2 separate regions of the Mus musculus genome follow, and region 1 is linked to region 2. A link is a contact called in public HiChIP or PLAC-seq data. All regions are on one chromosome and are shown on one strand. Each heading gives the region's core, a stretch centred on a gene start, on an enhancer-like site or on the middle of the called end of the contact. The rest is flanking DNA. Distances are from core to core; before and after follow the strand shown.

Region 1 (6,387 bases), core at 1,671-4,170, 110 kb after region 2:
AGCAGGGTGTCTAGGAGACACTCCTTTGCTGCCTGAGGGGACAGGGGGGCAATGAGCGCTGGGAGCGAGAGCTGTGCTGTACTTTGAGGCTCTGTATCCTTTCCTTCTCTTCCTTCCCCTTCTCCCTTTACTTCTTTCATTCCTCTGTCTGTCTGTCTGTCTGTCTGTCTGTCTGTCTGTCTGTCTTTTTAAAAATGGCTTCTCATTATGTATGCTAGGCTAGCCTGGAACTTTTTTTAATCCTCCAACCTCATCCCTGTGAGTGCTGGAATTGTGCCCCCATGCCATTCACTAACAAGGGCCTGGCTCCTGCTTTCCCCTGTAGCCTAGAGAGTGTAAGTCAGTACAAGGATCATAGCGGCCCTGAAACAGAAGGGCTCCACTGCCCGATGCTGAGAGAACCTCTGCTGGTGGGTGGTGTCCATCAGTCCTTGCTCAAATAAACACGATCACACCCAACAGGGAAGGGATATTCGGTCACCTTTTCACCTCACCGGGAAAATGGACAGAGTTCTTAAGAAGCAAGCTTCGGAGAGTTGGGAAGTTAATGGAGAGGGTGAGCCGGACCTCAGGGACCAGAGCATGCATCCCTCCTTTGTGACGTGCTGATTTCCAGGAATGGTTGTTTTAGAAAAGCCTTTACCACTATACTCACAGACACTGTGGTCAAAATGTCTAGAAAGGATATGCTGTTACTTTCTCATTTCCTACTGCCTTCAACACACAGAAAGAAACATTTTTTTTTCTCCAGAAAAAAAAAAAAAAGGTAAGTGGAAAAAGGAGGCCATTGACAAATGAGACCACTGACTAATTTCATAAGTGTTTACAGCAAATGCAGTCTCGCCGGAAACTTTGGAGGGCCGCCAGGGGGTCTGACACGGAGCATGGGTTGTGGGGGCACACATAAAAGACATCTTAAAACTCAAAAGGAAGAAAGGATAGCTGGGGAGGGAAGAGACAGGGAATGCATAAAAAGATATTATTCCCACAACTGCAGATTTCGGGGCTCAAGCCAGTCCTCCCACACAGGGAAGAACAAAGCTCTCGTTTTTTTAGCCACTGAAGAACATGGGAAGGGGATGTTGGCAGAACTTCTTCATACTAAAGCACAATTAAGTTATAAGGAGCTTTCAGAGAAATTTCCACAGCATGGAACCTTCCTCCCCCATTAGCAGGCTTCTGAGCCCTGTATGGAGCTGGAAGACAGAAACACACTCATGCGCATCTCTTTACTACATTCACTCACTCACTCATTCATTCACTCATTCATTCATTCATTCATTCACTCATTCATCTGCCAAGTATTTATTGAATCACCTCCACAGGTCAGGTGAAGTGGTCTTATGGATCCTGAAGAAGAAAAAAAATCTGTGTGTGTTTGTTTTTCATTGTTGAAGCAAAAGTACCTGGGGTTACAAAGCAGGAGAAAGTTCAGGTCTCATGGTTTCAGTCTATGATCGGCTGGCTCTGCTACATTCACACCTGGGGTCAATCAGAAATAGAGTAGAAGACTGTGATAGGGAAATTTGTTCATACTGGAGAAGGAGAGAAAGGGAAAAGGAAGAGGAGGAGGAGGGAGAGGAAGAGGAAGAGGAAGAAGAGGAGAGAGCTAGGACATGCTCCCTCTTCTTTCTATACACATACTTCCTCCAACCAAGCCCCAGTCTAGCGGCACTTAGTTAGGTCAGAGCCCTCAAGGTCCAACCAAAGAATCTAAGACCTGGACTTAGGATTCCCTAGGCAACAGCCACCAACTTGACAAGAACACATTTTTTTTTAATGTGCCACCAAAACACTGACTCCTGGGTCTCTATTTTCTCTTTCCAGATTTGATCTAGGAAGACCACATCTGTGTGAGCACTGAAGTCCTTTAAAGTATCAATTGCCATTAATATCCTCAAATTCCAGAACAAAGATGAGACAGGCATACTCCTTACTTTGCCCAACTCAAAGGCAATAGGTTATGCAGCCTCCTGCCCACAGGGTCATCTGCAAAAGACGGAAGTGTGAGTAGGCCACCAGAGCCCTGATGGAGGCCTTCTTCAGATGAGGTAAGCTTCCATCTTTTACTGGCTGTGCCCGAAAGTTCCTCTGACTCACAGCGCTGTCTCTCCAAGGCTGCAGCCAGCTTTGTGAAAACCCTGTGGGTGCATGGGTGACTCTTCACCATGTGGTTTCTCAGAGAGTCATGCTCTGTCATGACTGCAGAACCTGGGCACCTGAGGAGATGCGGTTCCCACCTCCTCACAGACACAGCAAGGAAGAGCCATGCCTGGAGGAAAGCGTTGAGATGGCTGCTGCAGCAAGCTGAGAGCTGGACAGGGCAAGTCACATGGCTTAGCCCTAAGCCCACGATTGAGAACAGTGTCTGAGAAGACAAAGGTGTGACTCCATGCAAGTCCTTCTTCAGCTCTCAATGCTACGGGGTAGGGATGTGGGCTGGCCTCAGATGGACTCCCTTCTGTTGATCATAGCTAGGAAACTGTGTTCGAGGTCACCTGGCAGGTTGCCTGAACGTTCACATTCCTGTCTGGTAGTTGACTGGCCACCAACTGGATGACTAGGATAGCTGGCCATGCATTTCTTACCTCCCAGTAGACTGGCTTGAGTCCCTTTACATGTGGGTGGCTTGGTTGCAGGGGCAACAAGACAGGCAGTTGCCATGTGTAAGTACTTCTCAAGCCCTCACTTGTGGGTTTGCTAACATCCCAGTACTCAAAGGGAGGCCCGAGGTCAGTCTGGCAGGGAACTATCACAGTGGGTAGATAGAGGGGGTCAAATAAATTATGGTTGTTATTGTAATCTGCCACAAGCACCTCGCCCAAGGCGCACAATCAATGCACAGCAGATCCTCTGTGGTCCTCGGGGCTGACAGGCCTGTGGCAAACACTGCCTTACATGCCCCTAATGTGTTCCAGACACACCGATCACTCCCTGCATGGCCTTGGAAACCGCCTGGTCCTCATCAGACCCCCAAGTTCCTCTGATCCCTGGAGCCTCCTGTCTCAGCAGCTAGATAGAAATAAATGTGCAAATGTATTTGTACAACCTTTAGGGAAACAATGTAAATGTCTCAGAAGCAAAATTGGCTTTCAGGGGGAAAAAATAATCCATGCATGTACAGTTCCTGGATGGTCCTGTGCCAGCAGTCCTGTCTGGTGAAGTCACAGCTGGTAGTTCCCTGGCCTCCTGGCACAGCCAAGCAACAATTTGCAGGGTGTTGCTTGACGTGGGTTCCCCCAAAGGATCGAGGAGCCCCTTGGGTACTCAGATCTCAGCAAATGAGCTTTAGTCATGTCTACACAGTCGGATCAGCTCACCAGTCTTGCATCACATACCTGGAAAAGGGCAAAAATCTATTTTCCAAATCAGAGAGGGCGGAGAATGGGGAAAATGTGTTCTTTGTTATTGCAATTAGTCACGCTCTGGAATATCCTGGGGAAAGTCTGCTCTCCGGTTATTATTGACACAGTGAAGTGGAGGAGGTTACAAAGAAACCTGTGGGCTCCGTTAATTAACCTCTCTGTTATTTTTATTTCTTTATGCATTTTCCTGACAGACCGAAGATCACAAAGTCATGTCCTGTTAGAACTGTGGGTGTCCCTACATTGACGGAGCCCAAGCCTCCTGCTTCCCAGACACAGGAGGGTGGTGGACAGTCAACCTTTGGGAAAGCAATGAAAATGTGAACTACGCAGAGCAGGGGGAGGGAGGTTTGTATGTCTCAAAGTCCCCTTGCTTCTTAAGATGGTCATTCCTCTCTGCTCTACTAGCTTCAAAAGCTGTTCATATCCTCCTCCCGAAAGCCTTCCTAGATGGATTTCTCCCTCTGCAGTAATGTGTAACCTTTCAAGTACCTTTAGTAAATCTAAGGTATTCTGTCCAGATCTCCACTGTAAGCATTTTCTAATTACATGTGTGTGTGTGTGTGTGTGTGTGTGTGTGTGTGTGTGTGTGTGTGTGTGTGTTCTTACACTATGTGAAACCTCAGGTTGTCAGGCTTAGTGGCAGGTGCAATTCCCACTAAGCCATCTGCCCATCACCCCTTCATCCCCTCCTTAGAACCAAAGCAATCATCATTTATACAGAGCCACTCACAGCTTCTGTGCTCATTGGTGACTGCCACTAGCCTCAGGGACTAGACTTTCCCAAGGTTATTTGTTCTTGTCCTTCCCCCAGGGGCAGCCAGTGATTGGCCAAGTTCATGCCATCTCCCTCAATGCGGGGACAGTGCAGAAGGGTGCTGTGCGGTTCAGACACCTCTTCCACACCTCTCTGCTAAATCCTTACTTCATTGAGACTCCACTTTCCATGTGGGACGCCCAGGAAGTTTTGTTCTCATCTAAATGTCACTCACCTCCTGATCTTCTGGGGGCGGGGATAGTGGTGGTTGCGGGACCTGGAATACTTCTTGGCAGCTCCCAGTGTTTGTATGTTTGAAACTGGGTGCTCTGAGCATGGGTGTATTATGTACAGTTTCTAAAATCTACAGGGATAAAGAGGAAGAAGACCATCACTTAAAATTGCCCACGGTTTTCTGTTTGGCATAGGAAGAAGTCATCTGTGCTCCTAGGAACAAACTACACCTCTGTCTGCGTGTGGGAGTGACATTTAAATAGCATTGTCCTGAAAGGAGAGTCCCAAGCCTGCTTGGGATAGAGAAAGTAAGGCCACATTTTTCTCTTGAGCACAGTTTGTTGATGGTCAAGGATGTCTTCGCCAGGTGTGATGGCTACTTTTGCTTGTCAGCTTGACTCCATCTGGAAATAACTACTGAGAAAGGAGGCACACCTGTGAGGGATGCTTACTTCATTTGAAGTAGAAGGATACATTTCTAATCTGGATCTTGAGGCAAAAGACCCATACTTTTGATGCAGATTTTTAGAGCTGGGTCTTCACCTCTAATCTGGGCCACACCTACTGGAAGCCTGAAAGACATGGACAAATGAAGTTTTATGCCTACTCGGTCTCACCTTGCTAGTAAGTCCATTCCTTCACTGACATTAAAGCTACCTCTTCAGGGTTCCAGTGTAGACTGAAGGCCAGCTAAGATGCCCAGCCTTGTGGATTGAGCAACTACTGGATTCTTGGCCTTTCCATTCACAGCCAGCCATTGTTGAATTAGCTAGACTGCAACTTGTATGTCATTCTGATAAATTCCCGTTACACCCACACACACTCTCGAGGAGGGGGAGAGAGAGGGGGGGAGGGGGAGGGGGAGGGGGAGAGGGAGAGGGAGAGGGAGAGGGAGAGAGATTCAGTCTATAAATTCTGTTACTCACGAGAAACCTGACTAATACACTATACACTGGGTAAGGAGTTCCATATTAGATAAGACTACAAGGATCCCATCAGAAACCAAGTGCAGGTGATTCCAGAACTGTGTCAAGGTCACTGGCGTAATGGTTTATGTCCATTTGGGAGAAGTTATGCTAGAGTGAGGGGCTTCCATGAGCAGGATCAATCTGGAGATAGAGGAATATGATGAAAGCTGTCACTCACTCCTTTGATGAGGTAGCTGCCCTTTCAGAATGATAACCCTAAGTAGACCGCTGAAAAGAAGGACCCCAGGGAATTACATGGCCAATATGCTCTACATGATGGTTTCAGATGTAATTTACACACTTCCCTCATCCATGCCGTTTCTCCGATGTCACCTCCATGCTCTGTGTCCACCATCATAGCCTAGTCTCCACTAATCTTTGTAGGACTTTGTAGGGTGGGTGCTGAATCAAGTTAATATATATAAGGAGAGATCCAGCCATCTAAGGACCAGAGTGGTGTAGGGCACTGACCCTGAGGTGGTCTTGGGCCCCAACACTGTGCTTTGAGTCACTCAGAGAATGTGGGTCTATTGATTCTGTTACCGGGCTAATATAGTATGGATTTCACTAATGTGGGGACAGTGTAGAAGGATGCTGTGGGGGTCAGACACCTCTACTACAGCCCTCTGCTAAATTTGTACTTCTGTGAGGCTCCAAATTCCATGAGGGGCCCCCAGGAAGTTTTGTTCTCATCTAAATGTCACTTACTTCCTGGTCCTCTGGGCCCCTAACTCATTGCTTGACTGGCATTTGAATTGCCTGGGGCAAGAGAGTTTCTAGTGTTTCTGAGTGAGTGTTCCTAAGGACCCAGATCTCCAAGTCCATGGCCATCTGTTCACCTAGCTCACTGCTAGGGAGCTATAGACACCTTCAACAGAGCTTTCAGTCATCTCCTGGGGCATACTGAGTGGGCTTCCATTAGTCAAAGACACATCTGAGCAGCAGTGGCCAGCAACGCCCAGCCCATGTGCACTGTGGTGGACAGAACTCTACGAGGCCCCTCCCTCACTAGCAGAATCCCTCCTTCTTGGATGTGAGCTGTCACTCCAACGGTCTTGACTTG
Region 2 (6,203 bases), core at 1,486-3,985:
GTGGGTGAAACCTGGTTGGAGTCATGTTAGCAAACAGTGTATGCTCCACCTGCCTCAGTTTCCTCTTTTGTAGTGTAGTTCCACCTCTCCCTGCAACCCCACACCTAATTGTGGTTTCCAGGCACACATACAGTAAACTCAAAAGAAGTGCTTTGCACATGGTGACCTTCTGTCTCAATCTGGTTCTCGCTTCTAGCTTTCTGCAAACGTAGATTTCCAGTTTCTCACACAGGGTTATGGATGAGACACCATGCAAATAGAAAATTTGGAAGAACATAAATCTCGTATTTCTGCAGCCACTCCATCATACCCATTTGGATGGCTACTGTTAAAAGAGTTCAGAGTTAGGGCAAGTGTCAGCAGATGTGGGGAAGCTAAAAACTGACTGCGTTGCTGGTAGATGCCAAATGGGGCAGCTACAGTGGAAGACAATATGGGAAGGTTCTCACAAAAATAAAATATAAAGTTGCCAAGGAACCAAGCAACAAACATATCAGAATGCATTCCAAATGCCCTGTGAAAACTACAGCATCAAAGAGACATCTACATAAATTCCATGACATAGCCAGTCAATCTCCATAAATAGAATTACTGTTCACATAAACTCTTTCTCTCTCTCTCTCTCTCTCTCTCTCTCTATATATATATATATATATATATATATATATATATATATATATGCTTGTGAGCCAATGTTTATGATGCCATTGTTCATAGTAGCTCAAAGGTGAAAACATGAAACGTTTTTTCATGAAAACCCATTTTATTTCTCCCCTTCCTCTTCCTGTCCCTCTCTTCTCTCCTCCCCCATTTTCCTCTCCCCTCTCCCATCCCCCAGAACACCCCATCTACTTTCACTGAGACCTTTCCTACTGTAGATTTGCATCTGTCCCTGGCAAAGAAACCTTTTCTCATTTCTAAGTACATTTTCTTGCATTTCTGCTTCTACTGTGGGAACTAAACATTGTTCCAGCACTGCTTGCTTGGATCAGATGTACCAGGATGTATGTGCATGTTTATTTGTGCTTGTGTGTATGTGTGCATATTTGTGAGTGTGTGTGTGTGTATGTGCATGTATGGTGCACATGTGCACTCAGATGTGAATGTGTGTCTGAAAATGAGTGTGAATGCAGCTTCCATTCCTTCCCATTCCTCGGTTGATGTTCCTATACCTCACTTCTACCTTCCTCTAGTTCAGTTTCAAGTTTTTTTTTGTTTGTTTGTTTGTTTTTGTTTTTTGGCTGGTGCTAACACTGATGGTGATCCTTCACATAGTCCCTCCCAATGACACATTTGGACATTTTAGAACATATTCCAAGTGCTTCTTTCTATCACATGAAAAACGTGTGACTCCAGGGAACCCTGAGGAAGAGGAGGCAGAATAAGTGTAAGATCTGGGGGGGTGGTAGTGGAGCAAAAGACCCCCTGAATCAACTGAGCAAGGCTCCTCTGAACTCAGAGGCTGGAGCAGCAAGCATGGGCCCTGCATGGGTCTGCACAAGGTCCTCTGCACACACGTTAGCTCTTAGCTCATTATTTTTTGGGACCTCTGAGTATGAGCGTGAGTGGGTCTCTGACTCTTGTGCCTGCTCTCTGGACTCTTTTCCTCTTGTTGGGTTGCCCTGTCCAACTTTAATATGATCATTTTTTGCTTCATCTTATTGAATTTTATCTTGTCATGTTTGGTTGTTATCTCTTAGAAGCCTGCTCTTTCTTTTTTCTTTTAAATTGTTAATGCCATTTGTTATTTTAAGATGCCCTGTTAAAACTACAGCATTAAAGAGACATCTACATACATTCTACGACATAGCCAGTCAATATCCATAAATAGAATTACTGTTCATGTAAATGTTAGGAAATGTGAACTTATATTGAAAAATAAGATTTATATATGATTGGAATATAAAAGAATGCTTAAAATTCTTAATCATTTTGTTGCACATAAAGTGTAAAAAGGGATTTATAATGTGGCAGAACTGTGCTCTGATCATTTGAAATAGTTTGGTAGTGTGAGGGGGCGGGGAAAAGAGCCTGTTTTTTTCTAATGAAAGACAGAAAGGAGTGGGTCTGGAGAGAGGGAGGAGTCAGGAGAAGTGGGGGGAGCAGAAGGAGGGGAAATGATAGCCAGGACATATTGTATGAGAAAGGAACATTTTCAATAAAATAAAAAAAGAAAATGACAAAATTAAAAAAAATAACAAAGACATGTGACTCCCAAATAAACTTGGTGGGTGTTAATGTAGGGTCTGCTGCTGTCCAGTCGGGGAGGCTGCCCTGTGTAGCAGTTCACAGCATGGCCCTGCATTTGGCCACTATGCCTACCTTTTTCATGATTCTGGTGTTTTCTCTATGAGCATGGGAAGGGAGCTCACCTCTCTCAGCCTATTTTCTGGCCTGAACATGTGGGCCTTTCTTATCTCCAGCTCCCTGGGGGACGTGATTAGCTGACTCACAGGAAGTGCTAATCATTAATGATGGCTGGAGCCTGGTACTGTGCCAGTGTCTGTCTTACCCATCCTGCTCATTGCAACGTCCCCCAGCCCTGCACTGAGGCTGGTAGAGGTGAGCCAGGAAGCAGGCTGACAAATGAAGACCCGGGAGACCCCCTGCCAATCCCTGGGCCCTCCCTCTTGCAAAGCTCTGGTTTCTGGGGTTTACTGGCTCCAGCCCTTCCCCTTCTCATCACCACCCTATCCAGACCTTTACTCTCTCCTGCAGTTTCCTGCTGAGAAAGCATGCCATGTCTTGACCACGCCCCATTCCTGTCCAGGCTCACCCAGTGGCCTCACTCTTGTGTCACCCTTTCTGTGCTCAGAGACTTCATTCCAGGAAAAGGAGTCCACGATGTCTGGTTTCTCTGGCATTTTTAGATTCCCACATCAGCTTTTCTAACGATGGTTCCTGGTACTGCTGTAATCTGATTTAATAATACTGGACTTCCCAGGCTCAGAGAGAAGCTGTTCCCATTTCTTTTTTTTTTTTTATTTGTTTATTTATTTATTATATGTAAGTACACTGTAGCTGTCTTCAGACACTCCAGAAGAGGGCATCAGATCTCATTACAGATGGTTGTGAGCCACCATGTGGTTGCTGGGACTTGAACTCAGGACCTTAGCAAGAGCAGTCGATGCTCTTAACCGCTGAGCCATCTCACCAGCCCCATTTCAAAACATGTCTCAGACATTGCTGTCCTGACATGCCATGTCGGTGTAGGTGCCCAGCAGCCGGGTTTGAATCCAATCTACCATGATGGAAGGAAGCATCATTCAAGTCTTAGAGCCCAGCACAGAGGCAGCAACACCTGCCAAAATGAGAACAAAGACCTAATCCATCACAGCCCATAGTTCTGAGAAAGTCTCTAAATGTACTAACCTTGCTTTTTGGCTTCTATAGTTCTGCTTCTACCTAACTGTTCTTGTTAGCTGAAATATGTCAACCCAGGATGTGTGTGTGTGTGTGTGTGTGTGTGTGTGTGTGTGTGTGTTTTAAAAGCTCCCCCTAAGAAAGGCTTGGGGCAACACTGGGATCCTGAGCACTCGGTGTGGTCACTGACAAAGGCTTTCTACTGGCTTAAACTTGAGTCTGAGCAGCCTTCTCTGGTGGATTCCTTACACAACAATGTTCTTTTGTTTCCAGTGAATATTTTTCATCAAAATCCTTTTGCAGTTAGCCAGTTTTTCCATGTTTTCTTGTGTGTGGGGGTGAGAGAGATTGTGTGTGTGAGACTGTGTGTGTGTGTGTGTGTGTGTGTTTGTGTGTGTCTGCGTGCAGGCTCACATGCATGCACCTGTGCATGTGGAGGTCAGAGGTCAACCTTGTCTTGAAGTCCCTCTGAAGGTATCCATTTTAAGTTTTTGATATAGGGTCTCTCACTGGTCTGGAGCTCAACAAGTGAGCTGTGCTGCTTGGCTGTCTGGAGAGGCCCAGGGATCTGTCTGTCTCCCTCTCCGTGTGCTGCAGTTTTAAACCTGTACCACCATGCCCAGTGCTCTCTCTCTCCCTTCCCCCCTCCCTTTCTTTCTTCCTTTGTTTCCCTATCCATCTGTCTGTCTGTCTATCATCTATCCATCTATCCACTCATTCATCTATTTATCTATACTTCTTTGTGTGTGTGTGTGTGTGTTTTCTGGGGATCAAACTCCAGTCCCCATGCTTACAAGGCAAGCATTTTAGTTCCTGAGATGTCTCCCCAGCATCGTCTGCATTTCCTCCTTCTTTGTTTTTTGCCCACCCAAGCCTCCTCGAAGTCACAGGGAAATTGTTCAGTCCAACTCACTTCCTCCTCCCACCACCTCTCCTGACCTCATGGGTGCTAGAGTCGCTGGCCAAGTGAGCAGAGACATTTTCTTTTTTCTTAAAATTTTTTTATATTTATTTATTTATTATTAGATATTTTCTTTATATACATTTCAAGTGCTATACTGAAAGTTCCCCATACACTCCCTCTGCCCTGCTCCCCTATCCACCCACTCCTGCTTCTTGGCCCTGGCGTTCCCCTGTATTGGGGCATATAAAGTTTGCAATACCAAGGGGCCTCTCTTGCCAGTGATGGCCGACTAGGCCATCTTCTGCTACATATGCAGCTAGAGACACGAGCTCTGGTGTACTGGTTAGAATAGAGCAGAGAAATTTTCTTGGGCTCCAATGGGAAGGGAGGCAGTGGCGTTGAAAGCAGGTTTAGTTTTTATGCTTCTTTCTGGCAGTGGCCATCTTCAGCCATGCAGCAAACACTGCTTGGATGTTTGCTGTGAGCCTGGCCCAAGAAGTCAGCGCTCCAGAGGACTCTGTGAAAGGCTTCCTCGCTCCTCTCCTCCAGTTTGCAGCTCAGCCAGACCCAACTCTGCACAGGAGCTTTTAGAGTGGAGAAGTCGGGGTGACGGTCCCATCACCCCCTCTGCTCTTACTCTCCTTTATGTGTGGAGCACAGAGCCCCTCCCCCAGCAGGCCGTCTCAGTGTTGAGAATTCTCTCTTATTTTCCAGTTTGACTGCAGAGACTTATCTCAAACTTGCAATGAGCAGACTCCTGAGTCTTGGGATGAGAGGTGGGTGCCACAGTGGTCCACACTCTCCTTCACCTCTGGGTCTTTGTGAACTGTTTTTATTTACTCTTGTTTCCCTAGCACTGGGGACAGTAACAGAAACACAAATAAATTAATAACTTATTCATGCTTAATTTAGAGGTGGCCAAGCAGAGCCCCACCCACTGTTTCTTCAGAATAGGATTTTATGCAAAAGTCTGAGAAACTCCACATGGATATTTGTTAACGCTTGGGGAGAGCCGTGTCATAATGAGAGCCACGAGGGAGCATATATAGTTTGTAGATTTTGCAGAAACTGAGGTGTATAAAAAATGACTCCTTGTGGGAAAATTCCTAGGCTATCAGTATTGAGCCAAGGTATATAGCAAACATCGCCTCCCCAGTGAGCAGTAAAATAAGATATGAGGGGGTGGCACTGAACCCCATGCTTTCCAGGACTCTGGGAAAGGGGAAGAATCTTCCCCAAGCAGGCGAGACAGCAAACGCATCTGCAGCAGCTCTGCCGCCCGCAACAAATTCATTTTCGGTTGTGAGATGTGCACTGCAGACAGGGACTCATCGGATCTATCATTAGGGTGCTAATGAGAAAACATCACACACCTATCACCTGAGCGCTGCAATCGAAAGCCTCGCCGTATCACAGGAAGGAGCTGAAAATGAAGTAATCAGCGTCAACAAAATCTATTGTTCCCAGAGTACAAAATTGAGGGATTATTTCTACTCCGAATCAGAAGGAGACCTGTTTACATTTGTCAGCAAAATGATCACATTTTATACCATTAACATTTGGCAAGACGGAGGATCACCCATTAGCTAATCTGCAGATGCCCTGACCACAGATTCGGGGGAAACAAAGAGCTTGCCAGAGCCAGGCTGCCTGGTCTGCACCGAGCGAGCCCAGGATGGGGGTTGAAGCTGCTCCTGGGTTTTTGGCCAGGTTCCGTGGGCAACAGGGAGTGGACAACCCAGAAGCTAGTGGATGCTGGGAAAGATGTCACTGGATGTGTGCAATGTCAGGAGGTACACAGGTGAGGACTGCTAGCATGGTAAGATATGTTTGGAGTAGCCAAAGGGGCTATATACTGACTTACTGTCCCACGGATGATGGCCAGGTTCTGGTTTATTCAGTTGAACGTTCTTTCTCAACCCCTTTCCTTCTGCCT

The links. HiChIP or PLAC-seq counts read pairs in DNA pulled down with a chosen protein or histone mark.
Region 1: an HNF4G HiChIP or PLAC-seq map of pancreatic cancer cells shows a contact between it and region 2. The contact joins two enhancer-like sites. A contact is called at or near these places in 1 of 484 Hi-C or Micro-C datasets (nephron progenitors), 2 of 115 datasets of contacts at active chromatin or transcription factors (embryonic stem cells and pancreatic cancer cells) and 1 of 9 other capture datasets (embryonic stem cells).

Annotation. Positions count from the first base shown.
Region 1 is chr7:133,491,966-133,498,352 of GRCm38.p6, forward strand. No RefSeq gene overlaps it. Among named protein-coding and RNA genes, the nearest start is that of Tex36, 110 kb to the right of the region's middle. Within about 2 kb of position 2,921, at least 27 of the 459 cell types and tissues checked have an H3K27ac peak or open chromatin away from gene starts, as enhancers often do. A contact at or near this core is called in pancreatic cancer cells, where this site is marked.
Region 2 is chr7:133,379,781-133,385,983 of GRCm38.p6, forward strand. No RefSeq gene overlaps it. Among named protein-coding and RNA genes, the nearest start is that of Gm35567, 170 kb to the left of the region's middle. Within about 2 kb of position 2,736, at least 17 of the 459 cell types and tissues checked have an H3K27ac peak or open chromatin away from gene starts, as enhancers often do. A contact at or near this core is called in pancreatic cancer cells, where this site is marked.